Regions from separate parts of the Mus musculus genome. Here regions 1 and 2 are each linked to region 3. Evidence: chromatin contacts called from public promoter capture Hi-C data. All regions are on one chromosome and are shown on one strand. Each heading gives the region's core, a stretch centred on a gene start, on an enhancer-like site or on the middle of the called end of the contact. The rest is flanking DNA. Distances are from core to core; before and after follow the strand shown.

Evidence for each region. Promoter capture Hi-C pulls out the DNA fragments that hold promoters and counts their contacts.
Region 1: a promoter capture Hi-C map of hippocampal neurons shows a contact between it and region 3, with 2.9 times the contacts expected there. The contact joins the enhancer-like site here to the promoter of Tfb1m in region 3. A contact is called at or near these places in 1 of 39 promoter capture datasets (hippocampal neurons), 1 of 115 datasets of contacts at active chromatin or transcription factors (astrocytes) and 2 of 9 other capture datasets (adipose tissue and pancreatic islet).
Region 2: a promoter capture Hi-C map of hippocampal neurons shows a contact between it and region 3, with 5 times the contacts expected there. The contact joins the enhancer-like site here to the promoter of Tfb1m in region 3. A contact is called at or near these places in 1 of 39 promoter capture datasets (hippocampal neurons), 1 of 484 Hi-C or Micro-C datasets (uterus) and 1 of 115 datasets of contacts at active chromatin or transcription factors (astrocytes).

What each region holds. Positions count from the first base shown.
Region 1 is chr17:4,462,919-4,465,618 of GRCm38.p6, forward strand. No RefSeq gene overlaps it. Among named protein-coding and RNA genes, the nearest start is that of Gm34259, 150 kb to the right of the region's middle. Within about 2 kb of position 1,428, at least 11 of the 459 cell types and tissues checked have an H3K27ac peak or open chromatin away from gene starts, as enhancers often do. A contact at or near this core is called in hippocampal neurons, where this site is marked.
Region 2 is chr17:4,515,137-4,517,887 of GRCm38.p6, forward strand. No RefSeq gene overlaps it. Among named protein-coding and RNA genes, the nearest start is that of Gm34259, 96 kb to the right of the region's middle. Within about 2 kb of position 1,460, at least 29 of the 459 cell types and tissues checked have an H3K27ac peak or open chromatin away from gene starts, as enhancers often do. A contact at or near this core is called in hippocampal neurons, where this site is marked.
Region 3 is chr17:3,556,357-3,559,097 of GRCm38.p6, forward strand. Tfb1m (transcription factor B1, mitochondrial) reads right to left here and starts at 1,399. Exons shown (of 7, transcript NM_146074.3): 1 at 1,225-1,399. The coding sequence starts at 1,357. It overlaps 1700102H20Rik (RIKEN cDNA 1700102H20 gene), which reads left to right and starts at 1,468. Exons shown (of 2, transcript NR_045303.1): 1 at 1,468-1,548.

The DNA of each region.
Region 1 (2,700 bases), core at 178-2,677, 910 kb after region 3:
CTGTAGGCAAATGACAAAAAAAAAAAGTTTTATTTGGAAAATCCCATAATGAAACTTAATTCTCTGAAAGCCAATACAAGTTATGTAATTAGTTTAAATAAGCAAATAAATGTACTCCTTTATCTTCAAGAGTTTAAAAAGTAAAATTAATGTAAAGGGAATCGGGAATTAAGAAAAATCACTTATGATTAGAATAGAATATCCATTGCTGCAAGCAACACTCATTGACAAGTGCAACAAATGGGAAGTTTTCAAAAGAAGCAGGATACACCTATTCCTCCATGTAAGTGGAGTCAGGTTGCCCAGCCCAGGGGAAGCTGAGAGACTTCACTGTGCCTCCATACATGACTGCTTGGCAGCACAGCTTGCCAAAGACCATCAGTTGCCTTCCTTGTGAATGCTACCTTTGTGCAGCATCAAGAAAGTCTATCAACCACCATCCAAGCAAAGGCTTACATTCAAGTTGTCAAGTATGGTTTTTATTGAACATGCTGTGGTATTCTAAGCCATAAGACCATACATCAAACCATAATAAGCACTAGCTATTTTATTTGTATCTCATATTCATACCCTTCTGCAAATTCACTAACTAGTATTCAGAACATGACCACAAAATCCTGTTACTCCTCCCCTGTGGTTGAACTTAGTGCCCTGTTTGTACCAACTAGATGAGTGGAAAGAGTTAATACCTTGACTTTCCCAGGGAGAAAACTAGCGGATCTCACTTAAAGTCAGTGACCAAGGTTAATGTCATCTGATCAATTGTGCACACTGACATGTTCAATGACAGGAATATGGTGTTTCTGTGCTACCCTGCCCCAACACCTATAACCTCAGCTTGTGGTTTAGTCTGGGTATTAAATAGGTCCCAGGTGCTTGATGATGGTTAGGTCTTCACCTGCTGGAGCTGCTGAGAGGTGGTGAAAGCTTTAGTAGGTAGGGTGAGGTCAGTTATTGGAGACCCAACCCAACTCCATTCCATTGAGCCTACCTTCTCGTTCTTTCCTTTCTTTATTCCTCCTCCTCCTCCTTGTTCCTCTTCTCTTTTCTTCTCTGTTTCTCTCTTCTGCCTCTGTCTGCCTCTGTCTCTCTGTCTCTCTGTCTTTCTGACTTTATATCTGTTTTTCTTTCTCTCTCTGTATCTCTATCTTTCTGTGTCTCTGTGTCTCTATGTGACTGTTTCTCTGTCTCTTTTACTCTGTCTCTCTCCTTATCTCTGTGACTCTGTCTCTCTTTGTCCCTGACTTGTCTGTCTGTCTCTGTCTGTCAACCTTCATCTCTGTTTCCCTCTCCCTCCCCCTCCACCTTCCTTCTTGTCCCCAACAAAGTAAGCAAAGTGAGCAGTGTTGCCTCCCTCCATATTCCCCACCTTGATGTGCTTCCTCAGCACAGGCCCAAAAGCAACAAAATGAGGCTAAAACCCTGAAACCAGGAGCCAGACTGAATCTCTCCTCTTTTAAGTTGATTTTTCTCAGACATGTTACCATAACAACAGAGAGCTAGCACAGCATATTTTTGGTTTAAAAAAAAATCAGATAAATTCAGATGAAGAGACATTGTACAGGATTCCTCAAAACGTTGTTAGCCAAGAAAGACAAAGAAAAAGAAACTGTCAGAGACTGGAAGAAGCTGGATTGGCATGATGGCCAAATGCATAATGGGATCCTGGAAAAGAAGAAGAAAAAAAAGTTAATGGAAAAACTAAACCATGTAAATGAGGCCAATGGTGGAACTGGCAGTGTTACAGCACCGCTAACCTCTTAGTTTTGATAAGTACACTGTACAACAGTAATAGCATCAGAAGAACCATTATGGAAACACCCTGTGCTTGGTAACAGGGATCTAAAATCATTTCACATGTTAAAAAAAAATGTAAGACTGAAGGTGATTTCCTGGCAGGCACAGCTGGAGGGATGCTTGCCTGTGAAGGAGGAAATGGACTTGCCAAAGGAAATGAGAAATGAACAAGAGGCTGCTATGGATGCTTGCTTACATCTCCCAAGAAAGTGTCCTCTGCATTTCAGACTGATTAGCCTTCCGTGCTGGCACCGGGCTGTGACTCTGCAGGGCTTCTGTGATTTTATCACTCCTGTGATCTTGTGTCTTACCATGGGGTAAAACATACCTTTCCACCTCTTTGGGAGAGTCTTGCCTTGGTGGTCTAAGGCTGGAAGTAATACCTTTTCCTTAGACTAAGCCGGGGTTCTGATGCTGCTCCGTGGGACATAATCAATATCATCCCTGACCACAAAAGCGCAGCAGTTTATGTTCAACCCTGTAATTGATGTGTTTGTCATGCATGCTGCAAGCCACTTATACGGATTTACCAGAAAAGCAGATCATTCAGCCAAACTAGCCTATTTTTCTATAGATGAGCTCCACTGCACCCGGGGTTGATATCAAACTCACTATGTAGCTAAGACTAGCCTTAAACTCCTGAGCCTCCTGCCTCTACCTCCCAAGTGCTGGGATCATCGCTGTGTGGTATCACACCTCATTTGCTTAATGCTGGGCTACTTCATGCAGGCTAGACTGAGCCACATCTCCACCCTCACGCTACATTCTCACAATATACTTTATGGATGTGCATTTTTCTCTCCTTTATATTCAGCAGAAAATTCACTCACATTTATTGTAAGTACAAAAAGGCAAATAACTTTGAGCAATAATTGCATGATTTGTCTAGGACAAAGCTTTTGT
Region 2 (2,751 bases), core at 210-2,709, 960 kb after region 3:
GAGAGACAGACACACACACACATATAACACACACACAACACACACAGATTCATATACACAGACATACACAAAGACGCACACATAAAACAAACACAGAGACATACACATACACATATACATAGACAACACACACTGACACACATAGACAGAAGCACACAGACAACACACACATAGATACACACACATCTATGACACACACAGATACACAAAGACATACACATACAACAAACACACAGAGATACACACACACATACAACATACATATGAACATACACACAGACACAAACCTACAACATACACAGATACACACAGAGACACACACAAAGACACACACATACAACAAACACACAGAGACAATACACACACAGACAGAAACACACAGACACACACACATACAACACACATATACATAAACACAGACAACACACACAGATACACACATAAAACATACACACAGACACACAGACAACACACAGACACATATGACACACACACAGACATACACACATATAACACATACACACACACTCTCACACACCATGGATGCATGAGTGTAGAATAGGGGTGAAAGTTGAGTACTGTCAGGTGAGTTAAGAAACAGTGAGTACATATCTGCAGCCCATTCTTCACTGTAGGACTTTTCAGAGGGTTGAATACATTCACTGATACTGATATTATATTCTCCAAGACAGAATATACTACATAGCATCTGCCAGGCTTCTGTCACTGCAGAATTCCTTGTGCAAGGAGCACCACTAACAGCTCAGAGATCACCAGGCCCCTGAGAGGACAGCACAAGGGACACTGTGCAGACAACACCGGCTATACACAACTGCAAACACACTTACTTAGGGTACCAGAGCAAAGCAGCTGACTTAGTTTGTTTGCAATTAAAAAAGTCGAATAACCAAAGGGCAGAGAACAGTAGAGGCCGAAAGTCTGCCTGAGACATGTTGCCATCCATCCCAAGGACATAGGTTATTTTCAGTGTCTTTTAATAAATCTGAAATCCCAAATCAGGATGGGTCGGAGTTGCTGCCTTCTGAACGTCTCTGTCAGTCATGACGATCAGGGTAGGGTCTCTTCCAGGAATGAGCAGTATGAGCAACTAGAAAAAGAAAGACTCCTGCAGAAACAGAGATGCAGCATTGTAAGAACTCAGACTCACATGGCTGTGGGAAGCAGATGCCAGGAGGCAGCGGTGGGCGGGGTGCTCAGTACATTCTGCAGCTCCAGCCTGGGAAAGGTCTGGGTTCCTTGAGCTTTATGTTACTTGGGGATTGATTCTAAGAAACAACCATGTTTTGTGTCTTTAAAAGCACAAATACACACAACACCATGGTGGACAACCAATAAGAATGGAGACACAAGAACTGGCTGTCGGTACTGAGAAGTGGAGAGCGCCTTCACCAAGCACAGCTCCTTTGTTTCCTTTAAATGTTTTGCAGGCAGAACAGCAAACGAGAGAAAGCTGTATCTAAGTTCCAAGAGTCCTTTAAACAAGCAGAAAATACACTCCGGGTGACAGAAAAAGCATCGAATCATAGTTCAATGGGCAATGACTGCTTTCTTGGTGCTATATAAAAAGGGCATTTAGAATCAATTTGGGCTTAGAATTGATGAAATGGATAACTGGCTTTTTATAAATGCATTGTAACTAATTCTGTCTTTCTCTCTAAAATATTTTTAGAGCTAATTCTGCAGTAGTGAAAATCCCTCCCGATATTCACTAGCTATCATTACAGTGAAATTTGAGCACTGCCCACGGGTCTCTTGTTTTTGAAGGTATCAGAGTTGTCTGCCTTGCCTTGCTGGAAGTCACCAGCATGCCATCTCCCAAGCAACAGCTCTTTAACAGGCTTCTCTCTCTTGGCATGCCTTCCTAGAGAGTGAGGCTGTGCGCTCCACCAATTCTCCAGAGACAGCCTTGCCTCTTCCAAGACCTAGTTTTCCTCTGCAATTTCCCTTTATAGCTGAAGCCAGTGTTGAGGTCATTTGGCCTGAGCTGATCTCAATTACACCTCTCTGGCTGAAGCAGAGGTAGGGGTGACCCAGCCTGTTCTCCCTGCTTCATTTCCCCTCAGTAAAACACAGGAATCAGAGAAGATATTACCCCGGTCCCCATAGCACAAACATGCTAAACATACTAAAACAACTTCCACAAATGACCCGAGTGCTTATAGAGACTTCAGTTGTGTGCAAAACAGGCATATGATATCAAAATTAACCATTTGCTTTAATAAGCTTACATAAGTAATTTATCATTTGCAAATTACCAAATACAGAGGCTTACATGGTTTTTAGCTACATCACAGATACCTCACTGAATGGCTTCCCCTCCGTTTTTTCAGAGTTATAATCTTCTTCAGTGAAAATATTTTTAAATTGAAATAATGGGCAGGTATGAAGAAATGAATTCTAATGCTATCTAAAGCCTTGAGGCTGCAAGGCTTCTATGGTCAAGTTCATATTTTCTGTGCCCCTAGCCCAGAATGCAGGCCCATGGTGGGACAGGCGTGGCCTCCTCATGTGCCGAGTAAATGAGCTAATCGTTGACATTGAGCAATGGATAATGAGGCCGAAATGGAATGTCCAATGCCCAATACAAGTGTTCATTTACATCATTATACACACACACACACACACACACACACACACACACACACACACACACAGAGTAGTTGACTAGATTGTTCTTTCTTCCAGACTCTCCTGAGGATGCTGTCCTCAATATTACAGAACTTGCATTAC
Region 3 (2,741 bases), core at 149-2,648:
GAATCTGGAACTTACTCCAGGGACACACATGAGAACATAGATAACAAATTGAATGGCTGGTGATGTAATTCAATTAACTGATAAGAGTGCTTGCCTAGCATGTGTGAAGCCCTGGGTTACACAGTCAGCAATCAGTAACTGAGCATGGTGGCATATGCTTTTCATTTCGGTTCTTGGGAGAAGGCAGGAGGGCCAGACACTCAATAACACCTGCCATGTAGTGAGCTTGAGGCCAGCCTTAGACATAGGAGACTGCATTTCAGCAGAGAATGGTGCTTATATTTAGCATGTGCTTATATTTAGCATGACTGGGAGAGGATGCTAGAACCAAAGAATCTAAAAGTAGGCATCCTAAGGTCCTTGTAGGCCTTTCTATCAAATAAGAGATGAGAAAACTTAAGTGGAGTTAACTGTTTTACCCAAATTCTACGGGTCGAATAAAGGCTCCAAAAACAAGAAATAAAAGTAACTTATGCTTTGTGGTCCATGCAATCAAAATTGATTTTGGGGACGGAGTGTGTGTATGACACACTTACCCTTTTAACTTGAGGGGGTTAACATGCTAAGTACTCCAACAGTCAGCTAGCACCTTTATTTGCAACAGATGGATCTTATTCTCAAGAGGAGAGCATTACTATGACATGGGTGGTAAGTAAACCAACAAACACCTGTGAAAACTCATCAAAACATGGGTGTCAAACTGGTGACCTTCACCCTATATAAGTTTAATCGCATAAAAGTAATTTTTAAAGAAGCCGGAGAATGTCAACTTATTAACTGCAAACTCAGGGCTGTTGTTGGGACGGTGGTCCCAGCATTGGCACAAGGTAGCTGTAGGCGCCGTTTGGTTAGTATGACTTTACAGAGCGAATCTCCAGTCCCTAGAGGGATCCCTAGACTTAAGTGAACGTTTATCCTATTTACTCTCTTGGTTTCGTTTTTGAAAGAGTCCATCTGTTTCTAACTGGCGGCAATCCTCCTGCCTCTGCTCCTCGAGTGCTGAGCTTACAGACGCGCTTTACTGAGCCGGGCTAACGAGAGGCAGGTTGGCGCATCATAAAGCGCGCGGGAAACATCTCCCGCCCGCAAAGCGGTCGACCAGTCGTCGCCCTAGCCCGCGAGGACCGGAGGAGCAGCGCTTGACTGACAGCCGCCCGCCCCAACCCGCTCCATCACCCGGCCGCGCCCACCACGGAGACCCGGGCGAACTGACGACTCAGCCACCTGTCAGCCTCAAGTCCAGGAGGAAATTCTGGGAAAGCTGTTTCACCGCTCGCAGTCCGAACAACTTAATGATCTCCCGAATGGTGGGCAACGGGGGAAGGCGGAAAGTGCCGAGCTTCCCCGAGGCAGCCATGAGAGACCCACATACACAGCCACGCGCAGCGGCTGGAAAGGTGCACGGCGCGCAGGGGGTGGGACCTTGGAGAAGACTGCCCGCCTCTGAGGCCACCTGGTTGGATGGAGAAACCTGCCGGAAATGACGAAACTGACAGGAAGTCTGTATGTACTGGGAGCTCAGGACGCGTCAGGCCGAAAGCGGTGCAGGTTGGGAGAGGAGAGGGGGCGGAGGCTAGGAGGCGTGGTCTTTGTAACCTCTGGGAGGCTCCGCAGGCCTTTGACATTCCAAAGGCTTGACTTTTGATTTGTAGCAGGAAAGATGGTGATTGGTTGCTTGCTGTTTGTAGACTGGTTACCGCCCCACCCCCGTAGGCTAGATACTTTTTATTTCTTCGCGTCCATTACTTCTTTCAGAACTTAGTTCCATAGAGAACTATAGGCTTATTTAAGGTAAGCCTGCTGAAAACCGAGTTTAAGACTTAGACTTTAGAGCAAATGGCTGAATGCCAGCCCGTTAACAGCACCCCAGCTTTAACCAATAGCAAGAGACCAACTGACTCAAGTAAAGCAAAAAGCTAACCGTAACCAACTAAACTGTGTCTCTAGATAATTTCTCTTTTCTTGTCATTGAACAATGTCCATTTTCTGGCCGGAGTTGTTTGAAAGAATTCCAAGGGCTGCCTAATTTTAGAATGGTGAATGAAAGCCATTCTGGGTCTTTAAATATGCTGTAATTTTGTCTCTTGAGCTAAGCACTTTAAACTTCGAGAAGTGTTTTTGATACCACTTGTTACTATTTCATATTCCCTTTTAAATCTCTCAGGTGTAGTCTTGCGAAACAGGACACATATTGCTAACTTCCGATTAAAACAGGATCAAGAAAGCCCTGCGAGGCCACGAATTTCGTAAAGCTGGAAGTTCACAGATTCCAGCTGTAGTCTAGTGCATGCGCGGTGGCTGCTGTTTTTAAGCAATGCCAGCAAGGTCAGCATCAGGACCACTCTTTTAGCCTTTGAAGCTTTTTCTAAAAGCTCATTCATGCTGCAAGCATTGTGGTCTCTCCACTGCTCTCAGAGTGAACCATAAAGGGGTTGCTCTTTTAAAAAGCTCAACTAAAAGAAATGTGTGCCAGGTCTCACAACTGAGTGGTTTGGAATTATTCGCTCACTAATTGTTACCATACAGATTCGGGTAGATTTTATTATTACGTAGTGGTGAAAGTGAGACTTGGGGCGGTTCAGCCACTTTCCCACACTTCAGAGTGGAAACGGAAGGCTTACTCATCAGGCAGGGAATCCAATGGAGAAAGGCTATTTGAGGGTTAAAATCCAAGTACCAAGAGAAGACAAATAGGTTCTGTCTTCCTGTGATGTCTGAGAACACAAGAAAGAAATGAAAAC